Regions from separate parts of the Sus scrofa genome. Here all the other regions are linked to region 2. Evidence: chromatin contacts called from public Hi-C, HiChIP or PLAC-seq and promoter capture Hi-C data. All regions are on one chromosome and are shown on one strand. The core of a region is the stretch at or near the end of the contact, and the rest is flanking DNA. Distances in the headings are between cores, read along the strand shown. Region 1 holds the start of RBM18 (probable RNA-binding protein 18). Region 2 holds the start of TTLL11 (tubulin polyglutamylase TTLL11). Region 3 overlaps LOC106507054 (a long non-coding RNA gene). Region 4 holds the start of PTGS1 (prostaglandin G/H synthase 1).

Region 1 (3,651 bases), core at 232-2,731, 150 kb after region 2:
ACAGACCATTCATTCAAAAAAGCCTGTATTTTCCAGGCATCGTCTAGGTCCTGGGGACAGAGCAGTGAACAAGCAAGGTTTCTGCCTTCTGGATACACATATTTAGAAAAGGGGCAGGACAAAACAAATGCAAAATAAATATACAAGGCGTAATTTGTGATCAGTGCTGCAAACGTAGTTAAGCAAGGAGATCTGACAAGGAGATTGGGGCTGGACTACTTCAGAATGAGTGGAAAGCCCTCTAAGGGAAATGACATTTGAGACGAGACTTGAATGTAGACCCTTCTGACTCTCTCATGTCTAAAAACAGCAATAAATAATACCAACAAGTACTTAATACCACACAAGTGAATCATTTTAAGGGGAAAGAGTACAGGGTATGGGGCCAAAAGACAGGCACTCAAATACTGGCTTTTGCACCCAGGATTTATTATTTTGTGACTCAAGTCGTGATCTCCCCTCAAGTGTCCTCTAGCCCTAGAAAAGCTTTCCCTTAACAGAGTAAGGGCATCTTGTTAGTCTCTATCACAGGCACTTTTTCTTTCCACTCAATACCAGTTCAATGCCTTATACGTTGTTTTATCTTTCGTTTCCCTCACTAGAAAGTAAGATATGAGAAAGTAAGCTACTACTGAGCAGGGTCTTGATTATTTTGATGATTCTATCCCCCTCCCCATCCCCGCACTTAGTACACTGGCTCCTGGCTGGTGCTCAAAGTTTAGTGAATGAACGAATGAATGAAGCAGGCAAGCCATTTCCCCACTTGGAGCTTCCGTTTTTTCTTCTTCCTTGATATGGGCATTATTATCCTTATCTCGAGTTGTTATGAGGCTAAAATATGGCAATACATTTGATAAGTTGGCACAGAGCTTTTTGAGAAATGGTAAAGTGTGATAAGTGATTAAGATGGCATGCAACTATCTCAAAATTCTTGGGTTTGCAATGGCGACAACCCTTCAGATTCACAGTTCACAAAACGCTTTTTAGCCTTCCCCCATCCCGCCCCCGCCCAGCTGAGCTATAACTACCCTGGAAGCCAAGAACAGTCATTTGGGAAAACTGAAGTGCAGAGAAGCAAAGGCGCTTCTTCTTAAAAAGCTAATGGTAATGGTGGGGTCAAGGCTTGAATCCCGGCTTCCCGATCCCTGGCCGCGAATTCCCAGCTGCGAGGGGTCATTACTCGGATTGATATTTCCGGGCCAGCGGCGGGACGATCCGGGGCGGGGTCTGAGGAGCCGTCTCACTGGGGGAGCCTCCGCTGGGAACTCCTTGTCGGGCCGGCGCTAAAGGGTAGAGGCGCGTTGTGGCCGGACTCACCTCGTGACTTCGGAGTCCTCTCCTCGGCTCATGCCCCCAAAGCAGGTCCCGTCTCCGCGGTCCCACGGCCCTCTACACCCGTCCACCTCAACGCCGCCAGCTGCCAGGCCGCCCTTGACGCACTACGCCTGCGCCGCCGCACCGCCCCGTGACGTCACGACGCCCGCGCCGCCTCCGTCGCCGCGGTCGCGCGAGTCTTCCTAGTACCCTGGGAGCTAGCTGGTGAGTGTCCTCGGTATAGTCTTGAGGCTCGCGCGCCAGAGACTTCTGCTCAGGGACTTCTCAGGGGACTGTTAGGGCCCGGAACACCGTTCCCGATGCATTCCGTTGGAATCCGGCTTGACCTTTACAGATGGGGGCGGGACTGGTAGATCCGAGAGTCTCACGGGTTGGGGGCGGGGCTAATCGCATCAGCTAGGAACTTCCAGGATGGGAGGCTTAGGTTACTAAATAGTATCAGGTACTTAGTTGCCCGCTACCTGGCAGGAACATTTAATTTTCTGAACAATCCCGTGGGAGGTTTCTCCCCATGATGGAGAAACGGAAGCTCGAACGAGTAATTTCATCACGGTCACGCGGCTAGTGAGTGAGGGGACTCAATTCCAACATTACTCTGTGCCGTCCAGTGACAAAACAGTCATTTCAGTAGCCCTTCTATATTGGTAAAGTGCTTCTGCAGCTCTTATCTCATTCGATCGTCCCGGTAACCCTAACAAGTCGTATTGTCATCTGCAGATGAGACTGAGGCCAAGAGAGTTTGACCTATGTAAGGTCACATACCCAGGAAGTGCTGGAACCAGCATTCTTTCCCAGGTCTTCTCTGAGTTGGATGCTTTTTTCCACTCACCCCACTCTATTGCATTCTCAGAATCTTGAAGGCTCTATAGCTAGAAAGAATGAAAGTCTGGTCTGACTCTTCGTGTTATAGTTGAGGAAACAACCTCAGAAGAAATGACTTGATATAAGTCGTCAGCGGCAGAGCTTTCACAAATACTTTTTGAATACAGAGTAGTTATGAATCTAAAAAGGATAGTTGGCAGGAGTGATGAGATAGGAATATCGGAATCCAGGCCTCCTAGCTCTTAGGCAAAGGCTCTTTCTCCATCTGTTAAAGTGTCTTATCCTTCCTTTAGCTGTGCCAGGGATGTGATCTTATATATAGTCAGATACTATAAATGCCCTCACAAGGCACCGAATTTAGAGAATAATATGCCTTATTATCTCTAAGTGAAAAATCTGTCAACCAAGAGACACTGGAAGCAGTTTTGGGAAACAGAGCCCAGGACCTACTGTCCGGGGCTTAGATTTCAGTTCTGGTGCCAGCATTGTGACCTTGAGGAAGGACTTAACCTTTCTAGACTTTCACTCATCTTTCATCACATTTATTCAGAGTCTTCTGTGTTCAGGAATGTGCTGGAGACTGGAGACACAGCCATGAACAAGACAAGCATACATTAGTCCTTGTGGTGCTTATAGTCTTATGGGGGGAATTAGACCATGATCAAATAACTGCACAAATATTAGCTGATATTGTTAAAGTGCCATGAAAAAGTACAGGGTGTTATGAAAGTGGGCTATAGGACATTTGACTTGTTGGGCTAGAGGAGGCAGCCAAGGAAGGCTTCCTCTGAGGAAGTGATGTTTAAGCTGCAGTCTGAAAGGAAAATGTGAGGTTGTTCATTAAAGAGGTGTGGGAAGACCTTTGCAAGCAGATGCAACAGTATGTTTGAAGGCCCTGAAGCAGGAGGAGTATTCACGGAAATGGAAGATCAGTTTGCTTCTTTGTAAAATGTGGGTGGTAATCATAACCCTGGTTATTGTGGGAATCAGGTAATACATATGAAAGTATTTTATGTACAGCAAGGGTCTGTGTGTATTATTAGCGTATTATAAGCTAATACACGACTGGATTGGTAGGGGTTGCTGGCGTAGTGGATGAGCCAGGACGTGTGTTTTCCTCATCTAGTTCTTTACAACATTAAAATGTGCCTTCTATGAAAAACAGGACAGTTTGGAGTTCCCGTCGTGGCTTAGCGGAAATGAATCTGACTAGCATCCATGAGGACGCAGGTTTGATCCCTGGCCTTGATCAGTGGGTTGAGGATCTGGCGTTGCCATGAGCTCTGGGGTAGGTCATAGACTCGGCTCAGATCCTGCGTTGCTGTGGCTGTGGCGTAGGCCAACAGCTATAGCTCCGATTTGACAACTCCTAGCCTGGGAACCTCCACATGCTGTGGGTGCAGCCCTAAAAAGACAAAAACAAAAAACCACAAGGAAAATTCAAGTTTTGAGAACCTCAACTTTAGATAGAGATTATGTACTTCTGTAATTTTT
Region 2 (3,584 bases), core at 456-2,955:
CTTTATAAAGGAGGAAAGAGGCTTAAGAGATGAAGCAACTTGCTCAAGGTCACACAGCTAAGTGGCAGCGTGGTGACCCTAGACCTGTCTACCTCCAAAGTACAAACTGTTCAACTGCCCCAAGAGTCACATAGTAAATGCTAAGTAACTACAACTTAATAGGAAGTGAAAGAGGGTCCAGGGCCCCGGGGACTCGCAAACTGGTAGAGGAGACACACATATAAAGAAACATCTACAATGCAGGGAGCCAAGTGCTGATGGCTGGAGACCATGGAGCTGCAGCGAAGCCAGAGGAAGGGATGGCTAACTTAACCCGGAGGGGTCTGAAGCCAACTTGAGTTAAGTGACTTGGGGGCTAGGCTTTGAAGGATGAGAAGTTTGCGGCTGACAAGTGTAGCGCACAGCTGAAGCTTGGCTCTCAGACTTGGCCTGGGCCGGCCGGACCCTCTGTGCCAGTCCAGTCCACCCCCCTGTGCCCACGCGGCGGGCCGGGCCTCACCTCCTTCCACTTGAGCTGGCGGATGCTGATCTTCAGGGCGTCCAGGGAGGTCCTGGCCTTGGAGCTGTCCACGGTGACGGGCCGCAGAGAGCAATACTCATTGGACCGGTTAGAGCTCCGCTTGCAGCTGCGGCCCTTGCTCCTGGACTTCCCGTGCGGGCAGAGGCCCTGAGCCGGCGCCGGCGCTGGCTTCGGCCTGGACACCGGCACCGTTCGCGGGGGCCGCGGGGGTACGCGGGCATCGCCCTCTTCGGCCGCGCTGGGCGGCCCCGGAGCCGGCTCCTTGGGCTGCTCCTCCCCCCCTTGCGCTCCGGCTCCCCGGCCGCACCCGGGTCCACACGGACCTGGTCCTTCGCAGCCTGAGCCTTGGCCGCATCCACGGCCTCCGCCTCCCACCAGGCCGTCAGCTCCCTCTCGGGGCTGCCCGGCAGCATGGCTCTCACGGCCGGTGCCAACGCCAGTGCCGCCGCCTGCGCCTCCGCCGCTCCGCCGCGCCGGCCCGCGACCAAACTGCCGCTGCCGCCGCAGCCGCCGCCACGCGCTCCCCGCCCGAGCCCGTTGCCATGATCGCTCAGGCTCCGGTTGACAAGGGCAGTCGCCGACTCGGGATGGGGCCCGGGAAGGGACAATCGCCGTCCAGGCCCCGGCGACCTCATAGGCGAGGCTGTCCACGTGACCGGGCCTGTCACAGAGGCGGGGGCGGCCATATTGGAAGAGGGCGGAAGCGTCCTCAGCCCGCCCACCCTGAGCAGCGCGCAGAGCTTGGAGGTGAGAAGCTGCGGTGAACCTGGGGGTAGAAAGGCGTTGGGCGCATGTGAGGCCCGGGCTGGGACTGAGAGACATCAGTTTCAAACAAGAAGCTCCCTTTCCCCACCCCATACACTCTCACGGGGATAACTCCTGGTGTGATGGAGGGAGGCACGACCCCGTCAAGGAGCACCTCAGTCTGATGATGGACTTGACGAGGCCAGGCCCTCAAGGTGCAGCTCCTGATTTGAAGAAATCCCTTTCTGGACCTAGGAGAGGCCCCAGACTGAGAGGGGAGACACTTATCCCGGTTCTCAGGGAGCTCCCAATGGAATGGGGAAGTTTTGAAGATTCGTGGTTGAGTCGAAGACATTAATCATTCCTTTAACTATTATGTCATGTTTTTAAATTATGGTAAAACAAACATAACATAAAATGTCTCACTTTCCCCACTTTTAGGTATGGAGTTCAGTGGCATTAATACATAATAACATTGTTGTGCAATCATCATCATCATTCATCTGTGGAAATTTTTCACCTTCTCAAACTGAAACCCTGTACCCATTAACCCATATCTCCCCATGCCCCTTCCCCCAGCCCCTGAACCACCATCTTACTGTCTCTGTGTGCTTTATTAAATAGCTGATAGAGGTGGAATCAAACAATATTTGTCCCTTTGTGTCTAGCTTATTCAATCAGAGTTTTACTTGTTTGCTTACTTGTAATGGTCTGTCTCACTGGCTAAAGACCAAATGCAGTGAGTAAGGAGTGTCCTGTTCCAGTTGACCAGCAAATTCCAATGCCCAGTCAGTGCCTGTCAGGCAGTAGGCATTCAATAACAATTTCTTGAATGAATGAATGAATGAATGAACAAATGAATGAATGAAAAATAAACTGCTCAGATATTAAATACTTAAATACTTAAGCGAATTATAGCAAATGTCAATAACAGCTTTAGCCACTTAGGATAAACATTATCCTGGTGATGCAACATTACGTGAACTGGTAATAATCGTGATACTTAAAGACTGTTTTGCATGAACAGGTCCTGGAAGAACAGAGAGACAAATGAGAACAGCAGTGGTGCTGGAGACATGCGCTCTTGGTTGAAATTTTTCTCTCAGTTTTGGCAAACTCTTTCAACCTGGAGGCTCTTCCTACCCTTGGACCCAGTAACCCATCTCATTTCTGGAGGTTTCTGCTAAGAATCAGAAAGTCAGACTAAGATTTCCGTGGTAATCTGATATCAGTGAGAATTCTCACTGTCCCAGGGGCTGTACTAATTTTGCATATGTTGTGTCATTTAATGTTTACCACAGCTGTGGGGTAAGTCCTCTTTTTCCCACATTTTACAGATGGGGAAGGAAATTGCTACTCAGAGAAAAGAAATCACTTACCCAAAGACAGCATTCAAACTCAGGGTGGTCTGACACTAGCACCCCTCTCCCAACACCCACACTAACCCCTACACCATGCCTTTGTTCACAAAAATAAGCCACGTGTATTTAAACATGGTCCATATCCATGTATATGTATGTATAACTAAAAAGATATATGCACTAAGCCTCAGCTTATGTGGATTACAAGAAAATTACATGCAGAGAAAAAACACTGGATTCAAATATACCAGACTATTAATAGTGGATGCTCTGGGTGATGGAGTTGAGGGTGGCAACTTTCCTCCTTATTCTTTTCTATGTTTTCCCAGTTTTCTACGATGACTGTGCATTGTTTTCATAACTGGAAAACACAATTTTCTAATAAAAATGTGTCTTGATTGCTGTTCTATAACTCTTATAGCAAGTCCATTTCCGGGGAAAGAGACAGGAAGGGATAGTTCAGGGGACCGAGGTGTGGGCAGCTTTTATTCCTGTTGTTGGTTTCTGCCCTGTTAGTATCAGAGGCTGCCACCAGGTGGCGCCCGAGGCCCGGTGTTTGAAGAGACTGAAGCAGGATGAGGGGCATGGGAGGTCCCTTAGCAACAAACATCTGAGTAAAACTGAACAGCTGCTGCCCAGCTCTACTGGCAAACACACACACTTTTGCCCCTCTAGGCTTCTGCCAGTGTTGCTTGCTCTGCCTAGTGCAAGCTGCCATTGGCCCCCTGTCTTCTCAGTGAGCTGTTTATTTTTAAGTCTCAGATCCAAAAACCTCTTCCTCTTAGACAGGGTGTGATGGGGCCCCCTGGGAGCACTGGAGTCCCTGCAAGGGGGAGGGGGTCAATCCTAATAAGAGAGCAAAAGGCTTCATATGCAGTTCTGGGTTAACTGTTTCTTTTTGAATGAACATAATAGCCATTGTTCATTGAGCACACCTGTATGGCAAACCCTGTTGTGTA
Region 3 (3,806 bases), core at 757-3,256, 230 kb after region 2:
TGGGTCCATGTAAATGTCTGTGGATTACATGCAGATGATCCAGCACTGAGGTGTGCAAGCGACTATTGCACGTGGGCTGTGTGCGCAGGATACTGGGATGGGCGTGTGCACACAGCAGGGCTGTGGGTACACAGGTTATGTGTGGTGTGTGTTCACAGCTGTGTCTGCTGGTCCATAAGTGCCATGAGAACAGGGGTCAAATTCTCCTTGCTGACTGCTGGACCCCCAGCACCTAAGCTGGGTGCCTGGCTGGGTGGTTAGGTGTTGATTACATAAATGTTGAATGACTTCACATCTGTGTCATAGGTCCACGGGAGCTGTGTGATGCATATATTAAAAGTGGGAGCAGATGGAGTCTGCATGGTGTGTGTGCCTGCCGTGTGTGTCACTTGTCCCCGTAGTGTGATATGGGGGCAGGAGTGGTGGAATGCTTTGAGGGCCTGAACTTGAACTGTATGGCCCACCCAGACCTGTGCTCTAGACCTGCCTCCTCCACTTAAAGATTGTCTGATCTCAGGCAATGCATTTAACCTCTCTGAGCCTGACTTTTCTCATCTGTAAAATGGATACTAGAAATTAAACAAACCCAGCAAACTTTTACTTTGTCTGGTACTATTATTTTCATGCATTATTATCCTACTGACTTTTCATAATAACCCTAAAAGTAAGTACTTCTTGTGCCCCCCCCCCCCATTTAATAGATGGGGAAACTGAAGCTCTCTGAGGTTAGAGCATGGTGAAGCCAGGATTTAGACCTAGGCAATCTGCCTGCAGTGCGAGTTTTTAACAGCCAGTTTAAACAGATAGTACCTATTTCATAAGGTTGTCCTAAGATAATCCAAGTACCTAGCACTGTATCTGGCACATAGTAAGTATTCTGTGACTCTTATCACTGTTATTTGCACATGATGGATGTGTCTAGGATGTATAAAACAGGTACAAGGCAGTATGTGGGCAATGTGTGTGTAGTATATTTGCGTGGGAGAGAGACTGGTAGGTGTGTTTGTGGGAGGGTATAAGAGGCATCCATTTATGTAAAGTGTACCATACATGAACTTGGATATATGCGTATGTGATACATTTTACATAATGAACACGACGTGTAAATAAATTTGTTCTGATGTATTATGACATTAACAAGTGGCATATGAAATCAGGGAAATCACACTCCTTGAGGCGTGTGATGTATATGAGCCTCTACTTGTACATGGGGCTCTGCCCTCGGGGTTGAAGAATGTATGTCAATGGGTAATGATCTAAGTCCAGGCATGGCGATAAATGCGCACGTGTGCACACTGCAGGGCACATTTGTGTGTGCGTAGAGGTGATGTGTATGGATACAGATATGCATGTGGTGGATATGCATACTGTACAGATACAATGCATTGTATGTGGTTCATATGCCCACACACGGGAAGCGCTTATATAGGCTCCACGATGTAAATGTGCATGTGTGTGTCTAAGGCATAGACTTAGGCTATACGGCATATCCTTCTGAGATGTATGTATTTGTGATTCATGTTCTCTGCATCTTTGATCAAATGACACCTTCTCAGTTAAAAAAAAAATTACCTGTAACCACCCTGTTTAAAATAGACCCAATGTCCCATGCCAGTCCCCTTTTTATTTTCTGAAAAAAAAACAAAACAACAAAAAAACAACACAATTTAAGTCAGTACTATGTGATGTTCATTGCCTTCTCCCTCGCTGCAACGTAATTTCCGGAGTCCTAGGGCTTCTCTCGGTTTTGCTCTCTGCTCAATGCCGGCGCCTAGCAGAGAGCCAGGCGGGCTGGAGACGCGAGGCGCAGCTCCATGCGGGCCAGCGCAGGATGAAGCGGAGACCCCTCAGGGGCGCGCGACCCACCTGAGCCGCTTGCTCTGTGCGCTCCTAAATGATGGGCGCCCGTCGGGCCGTCACGTCGCCTCCATCCCTGCCCGGCCCCCGCCGTGCCTCGGGGCGTGACTCGCTGTCCCGGCGCGGCCGACCGGGCTCCGACCCATTTCCCGGCGGCCGCAGCGGGCCGGGCGGCAGGAAGCGGCGCATTGTTCGCGGGCCACGGCCCCGGGCAGGGAGTTCCCGGCCCCGCACGGACATGAAAGGAGAAAGCAGCGCCCGCCGAGCGGCCGGCCGGCGGGCCCCGCGCTCAGCTGACCTGGCATCCGCTCCGGGCCGGAGGCCGGGGAAGGAGGAACGCGCCCCGCCCATGTGGCCCGCCAGCCCCGGGTTCGAATTCTGGCTCGCCGCCTCCCGAGCCTGCGTTTCCTCCCGCGTAAATGAAAATTAGCGTCTGGAAGCTCACCTCCGCAAACACCCCGGGCGCTCCCTGAATCCCGCCCTCTTCCGCCTCCAGTTTGCTTGTCCCACTAAAAACTACTACCCCTATTGCCAAAGTGAAATCCGGGCTGCAAGGGAATGTTTCACCTACTCAAGAACACCCACAGGTGTTGCCCCTTTGTGCAAAAAGCGCAGCCCAGGCCAAGGCCCGAAAGGGCCCTCTTCAGGCTGGAACTTGGGCTGCAGGCTCTGCTATGGAAGGGGAAACTGAGGCCCCCGGGGGGTGGGGAGAAAGGCTTGCTCGGGATTTCTCTCTTCAATCACAGGGTATCCAGCAGCCTTTTTACAAGTAAAGGCTCTCTCCCTCCGTGCTTACAAGTTTGGCTACTTTTATGGCATTTTTGTTCAGCCAACTTTTGTTGTTGTTTGTAAAATTGATCCAATGAACACGGTTACTGATGTGTGTCCTTTCAAAGCGCTTTACAGCTTGTTACACTCTTGATCTTCTCATCTCCTCTGGAAGTGGGAGGAGTAAACTGAGAGGTGAAATGTCTCCCCCAGCAGGTTAGGGAAGGGGGAGAGGGGCTTGTCCCTGGTCTGTTTTAGGAGATGTTAATTCCTACAACTCTGGCACCATAATTTTGGGTGGGAAGGTTTTTGCGGGAGGGTTAAGATCTAATCAAGGCAGGAAAAAGTAAAAGATTAGCCACTCCACTGCATTCCAGCCAAGCCCACTCAGTCCACAGCACTAAGTTCTACCCTCCAGGCCTGGACTGTACTCTTGCCTCTTGGAAGGAAAAGTGCAATCTTCACCATTTCCAACAGGGGCCCAGAGAGGTTAAGGGACTTGCACTAGGCCACACAGCAAAATGGTTATGACACAGAAGCCTTCCACCTACAGCCAGACCTTTCCTTCTAGGGAGAACCCTCTCCCTGAGTGCTGAAATTTGGGGAGCCTGTCCTGGGGTGCCTTTACTCTCTGGGCCAGGAGCTTCTGATTATGGAGAAACGGCCTTCTCTCCACCTCTGCCCCCGCCCTGCCCGGGAACCCTACACCAGGGGTAATTGAGATCAGATGCGGCTGTGACCCACGGAATGCTCCCCAGGAACCTGGAAGCATTTACTGTCTGGAAGAGAATCCAGGGCCCACTCTAGGCTGCCCTCTCTCCCGCCCTCCCTCCCTTGCTGTCTCCTCCCCAGGCAGCTGAAGGTGGATAGGGGCCTTGAGGAGCCTCTGGTGCTGCCTGGGGCTTAGTGCAGGCTGCCTTGATGAATACGACTGCTGAAAGCGCCTTCCTGGCTTCCTCCTTCCTGGGGATACGGTTACAGGGGGCCCGACTTCCTGCCCAGCCGGCCCAACTTGGAAGAGTGGATCTGCAGGCTCTCCAGGCCAGCAACTCAGCAACTCCACCCCCTCACCCCCAGCTGGGGCACAGGCAGGCCCCATCTCATTCAGAGCTTAGCTCAAATGTCACCTCCTCAGGGAGGCCCTCCCTGACCACCCTGTATGAACTAGCCCACCTACCGCT
Region 4 (4,094 bases), core at 843-3,342, 250 kb after region 2:
AGCACCAAGCCAGGAACCTAGGTGTCCTCCTCCTCTCTTTCCCTAAAGCTCCAGTGCCCAGCTCTTGCCACCATTTCTCTCATCTTCCTTCCCCATTGGCCCTCTTGGTCCTGTCCCTGGGGGGCTGCACAGGGACCCTGTCACTCATCTTGCCTCCAGCCTTTCCTTCATTGTGTCCACCTCAGGATCTCCAGTGCCAGCCCCAAAGCCTGGCCCTGGTGAGGGCTCGATCCCTTCATGCCACACCTGTTCTCAGAAGCCATCTGATTTCACCTTTGTGCTGTTCAGATGGGGAGCCAGAAGCCTGGAGAGATGCAGACACTTGTCTGAGATCCAGTCATGGGGGAGCTGAGACATGAACTTGGTTCTACCGATTTCCAGCCTAAGGCTCTTTCTCCCACTGCTAAGGGCACACAGGTGCTTGTTCCTTTGACTTTGGGAGGGTGGCTTGGGAGCAAGGAGTCAGCAGGAGGTACAGGCCTGGTAACTGGCTGGGCCCAGGGCCTGAAGGGAGGGAGGGCCTGGGAGTGAAGATGGGGCCTCATCCAAGCTCTTCTCTCCTTTATTCATCATCAGAAATCCCTTTTTTCTTTGGATCACTGGAACCCCAAATCTCCACCCTGAGCTCAGCCCTCTGGTTGATAATCCATGCCTTTGTCTCCTCACCCTGCCTGGGTAGTCACCAGGGAGCTCTGGATCCAGTCAGGCTGTCCCAGCACCCCAAGCCCTCCACTCCCTCCCCACGTCTGCCCTGGCTTGCTCTGTCTCCCTGGGGCAGCTGGCTTTTGTCCCAGGGCAGCATGGGAACAGCTCGGGTGGAGATGCAGGAGGGGCGCCCCAGCAGGCTCACCTCTCCCACCTCTCATGGTTCCCGCCCTGCACCCAGGAGGCCTGGGACCTGCGTAAGGACCGCTGAGCCCTCTCACCTGGACTTCCCTGGCTCTGGGGCCCATAGACTGGCTGGGTGTGGTGGAGAGGCTGAGGGAGAAAATCTGTGGGTGTGGGGCCCCAGGAGACACTGGGTGACCTCGGGCTCAGCCCGCTTCTGAGATCAATTTCCCCAGCTACAGAAAAGAGAAGCTGGATGCTGGGATTCTGCAAAGTAGGCAGCTTGGTGTGACTCCTAGGCCACCCTGGAATTTGAGTCAGGAGATCTTTGAAAATACTGCCTCCTGATAATGGATCATCTATGATGTGCTAGGCACCGCATCAAGAATTTTGTGTGCATTAACTCATGAATCTTACAACAGTCCTCTGGGATGGGTCTTATTAGCATCCCTATTTATTTATGTATTTTCCCACACCCTCAGCATATGGAAGTTCCCAGGTCAGGGATCAAATCTGAGCTGCAGCTGTGAACTATGCCACAGCTGCAGCAACATTGGATCCTTAATCCCCTGTGCAGGGCAGGGATCAAACCCGCACTGCTGCAGAAACTACGCTGGATCCTTAACCTGTTGCACAATGGCAGGAACTCCCTAGCATCCCTATTTTATAGATGAGAATACTGAGGACCAGAGAGGGTAAGTACCAGGTCCAAGGTGACACAGCTAGTAAGCTGTAGAGTCTGGATTTAGATCAGGTCCCCTGGACTTGGAGCCTGTGCTCTTCCCTCTGGCAGCACAGGCTCAGGCAGAGACACTGTAGCCTTAGAGGGTAGAGCCCAGCCCCTGGTGGGGGGCGGGGGGCAGAAGGGGAGCCAGTCCTCCCAGTTGGATCTGAGGGTAGTGGGTTTCCCATCCAGGAATCTACATTCAGGCCAGCCTGGACTGCTCCTTTTCCAGCCTCTTTCTGCTCTGGGGGGGCAGGGTGTGTGGTTGGGAGCAGCGGCTTCTAGCCCAAGATACCCTCAGTTCTGCCCTGAAGCCCTGGGTGACTTGCACATCATCTCTGGGCCTCAGTTTCCTATCTTCCTAATGGGCACAATTCTGGTACTACTGGGTTTTAAAAGCTCAAGCGTCTCAAGGATCTCGGGTGAAAAACCACCTTAGCTGCAATCATAAAATAATTAATAAAATGTCTTGGCCAGAGCGGGAGCAGAGGAAGTAAGTGGGCGGCGGCCGAGGTGACAGCCGGCTGGAGAGGTGGAGCCAGGGAATGGGTGGGGAGGGGGCGGGCCAGGCGGGCCAGAGCTCCGGGGCAGAGTTAGAAACTCACCCAGGGAGCTGGCAGTCTGTATCCCGCACCCCATCAGCCGCCCTGCACCATGAGCCGTAAGTCTGGCCCGGGTGCCCCCAGAATCCCCTTTGCCTCCCGGTGGAGCCTTGAATGCCAGGCTCAGCCCTTCATTTCTCTCCCTCTGCAGTGCGGAGTCTCTCGCTGTGGTTCCCGCTGCTTCTGCTGCTGCTGCCGCCACCCCCGGCCCTGCCCGAGGACCCCCGGGCGCCTGCACCGGGTAGGCAGCCCTTTCCTACCCCGGAGGAGCCCTGAGTCCTGCGTCCCTTGCCTGGCCCCTCACCCAGGGTCCCCTCTCCCTCCGGCGGGCCCAGCTTCCCCTTTCTGTTCGCGGTGTCTGGGAGCGGGGAGAGGGCTGAGTGTGTAGGTGAGACCCGGGCTCTCCGCAGACCCTTGGTGCGTGTGTGTGTGTGTGTGTGTGTGTGTGTGTGTGTGTGTCCTTGTCCAGGACGCCGCAGGCTTCTTTTTTTTGGGGGGGGAGGGCAGACTGGGATTTTTTGCTGGCTTTGGGAAAAGGGACAGCCCCTCTCCAGCCGCCTCACTGTTCTGGGCCCCCAGCTGTCCAAGCCGACTCTGGCCCCAACAGTCTCGCTGTTTCCCCCTTCCGGCCCCTTGTGGAGGAAGCAGCAGGCGCCCAGGGGAAGGCGGCTGGCGAGGTCTCTTTGTCCAGCCTCTAACTTTCTGGGACCCTTCCAAATTCCCAGGCTCTCCCATGGTGAGGACCCTGGGTACACCCATCATTCCAGGAAGAGGGATGGTTTGCTTCCCCTGAGGTTTAAGTCCTCACCTGTGAGGTCTCCACATCTGTGTTAACTGAGGCTCACCTAAGAGCTGTACCCTCTCAAGTTGCACAGAACGTGGTGGGTCAGAGTTGCGCTTGGATCTGTCTGATTCTAGGCACTTTGCAGGGTCTTTCCCACAGAGGGTGCTCCCTGCCCTCTTCTCCCTCAACCAATGGACCCTGGTTGCATCACCCCAGAAATGATGGGGAAAGTCAGATCGTGTAAAATTCCACCACCCCTGCCCCCTACCACACATATACCAGGTTCCAGGTGAAGGAATGCAGCTCCTCCCTCGACCACCCCCTCCCCCAGTTATTGCTTGTGTGTGTGTGTGTGTACAAGGTCTGGACAGAGCTTCCTTCACCACTAGCTGTGTGAGCCATCCCTCTCCGGGTCTCCGTTTCCTGTCTGCAAAATGGGGACAAGAGACAGTAGGAGGGGGTGGGGAACTGAGCTTTTGCTTGCAATGCTCAGAGGAGAGAGGGAGCATTATCTACATGCACTGGGAAGGGGACCAGGTTTGCTGGAGGAGGGGGTTCGAGAAGCTGGCATTTGGGGAAGCCAAGGGGCAGAGGGAGGGTGCTCTAGGCAAGAGTTTGGGTATGAACAAAGATCTGGTTTGTGGGAAGAAGAGGAGGAAGTCTTATATGGCCAGCAGTTTATAGTTAACAAAACCCGGCTGTGAGCATCTATGTTGTTGGTGCTCATAAGAGTCCTCCTAGGGAGATGTTAGTCCCATTCTACAGATGGGAACGCCGAGGCCCAGACGGGTGAGCCCATTTATCTGAGACCCTGGTAGGAGAGCCAGGGCTGAGCGGGCTGCCCCAGGGACCCCTTTTGTTAGCCCCTGGGTCAGCCCGGCACTTCCTCCCATGCTCTACTCAGTTCCATCCAGGCCCCCAGGGTACCTCAGGGCTCACCAGTGCCTGGAGAGCTATGGTCTCTGCCATTTTGCCTTTAGCTTTTCCTTATCTTTATATTGTATGTGTTTAAAAAGTATCACTTTTTTTTTTTAAACTCCACAAACAATCCCTGGGGATTGTTAGTCTTTGACTGGAGCCTGGAGACACAGAGTTGGAAGGATCTCGCAGTCTGATAGAGAAGACAGAAATGCCAACATGTTGTCATCCAAGGGAG

Evidence for each region. Promoter capture Hi-C pulls out the DNA fragments that hold promoters and counts their contacts. Hi-C and Micro-C count contacts between places; a contact is called where the count stands out from the background. HiChIP or PLAC-seq counts read pairs in DNA pulled down with a chosen protein or histone mark.
Region 1: a contact with region 2 is called in a Hi-C map of skeletal muscle, with 6 times the contacts expected there. The contact joins the promoter of RBM18 here to the promoter of TTLL11 in region 2. A contact is called at or near these places in 1 of 5 promoter capture datasets (liver), 3 of 47 Hi-C or Micro-C datasets (heart right ventricle, liver and skeletal muscle) and 2 of 2 datasets of contacts at active chromatin or transcription factors (alveolar macrophages and skeletal muscle).
Region 3: a contact with region 2 is called in an H3K27ac HiChIP or PLAC-seq map of skeletal muscle, with 5 times the contacts expected there. The contact joins the enhancer-like site here to the promoter of TTLL11 in region 2. A contact is called at or near these places in 1 of 5 promoter capture datasets (liver), 7 of 47 Hi-C or Micro-C datasets (adipocytes, embryonic fibroblasts, epiblast stem cells and 3 more) and 2 of 2 datasets of contacts at active chromatin or transcription factors (alveolar macrophages and skeletal muscle).
Region 4: a contact with region 2 is called in a promoter capture Hi-C map of fetal liver, with 3 times the contacts expected there. The contact joins the promoter of PTGS1 here to the promoter of TTLL11 in region 2. A contact is called at or near these places in 2 of 5 promoter capture datasets (fetal liver and liver), 3 of 47 Hi-C or Micro-C datasets (embryonic fibroblasts and omental adipose tissue) and 2 of 2 datasets of contacts at active chromatin or transcription factors (alveolar macrophages and skeletal muscle).

Annotation. Positions count from the first base shown.
Region 1 is chr1:262,354,799-262,358,449 of Sscrofa11.1, forward strand. It overlaps RBM18 (probable RNA-binding protein 18), which reads right to left and starts at 1,482. Exons shown (of 6, transcript XM_001925816.4): 1 at 1,318-1,482. MRRF (ribosome-recycling factor, mitochondrial) reads left to right here and starts at 1,196. Exons shown (of 7, transcript XM_003480599.4): 1 at 1,196-1,539.
Region 2 is chr1:262,203,046-262,206,629 of Sscrofa11.1, forward strand. TTLL11 (tubulin polyglutamylase TTLL11) reads right to left here and starts at 1,706. Exons shown (of 11, transcript XM_021068337.1): 1 at 804-1,706; 2 at 500-801. The coding sequence starts at 1,206. LOC110256220 (a long non-coding RNA gene) reads left to right here and starts at 1,195. Exons shown (of 2, transcript XR_002337477.1): 1 at 1,195-1,267; 2 at 1,706-3,037.
Region 3 is chr1:262,435,860-262,439,665 of Sscrofa11.1, forward strand. LOC106507054 (a long non-coding RNA gene) reads right to left here. Exons shown (of 4, transcript XR_002337489.1): 4 at 3,479-3,806. Among named protein-coding and RNA genes, the nearest start is that of PTGS1, 18 kb to the right of the region's middle. Within about 2 kb of position 2,007, at least 25 of the 83 cell types and tissues checked have an H3K27ac peak or open chromatin away from gene starts, as enhancers often do. A contact at or near this core is called in liver, omental adipose tissue and skeletal muscle, where this site is marked.
Region 4 is chr1:262,454,014-262,458,107 of Sscrofa11.1, forward strand. PTGS1 (prostaglandin G/H synthase 1) reads left to right here and starts at 2,093. Exons shown (of 11, transcript XM_001926129.6): 1 at 2,093-2,213; 2 at 2,306-2,395. The coding sequence starts at 2,207.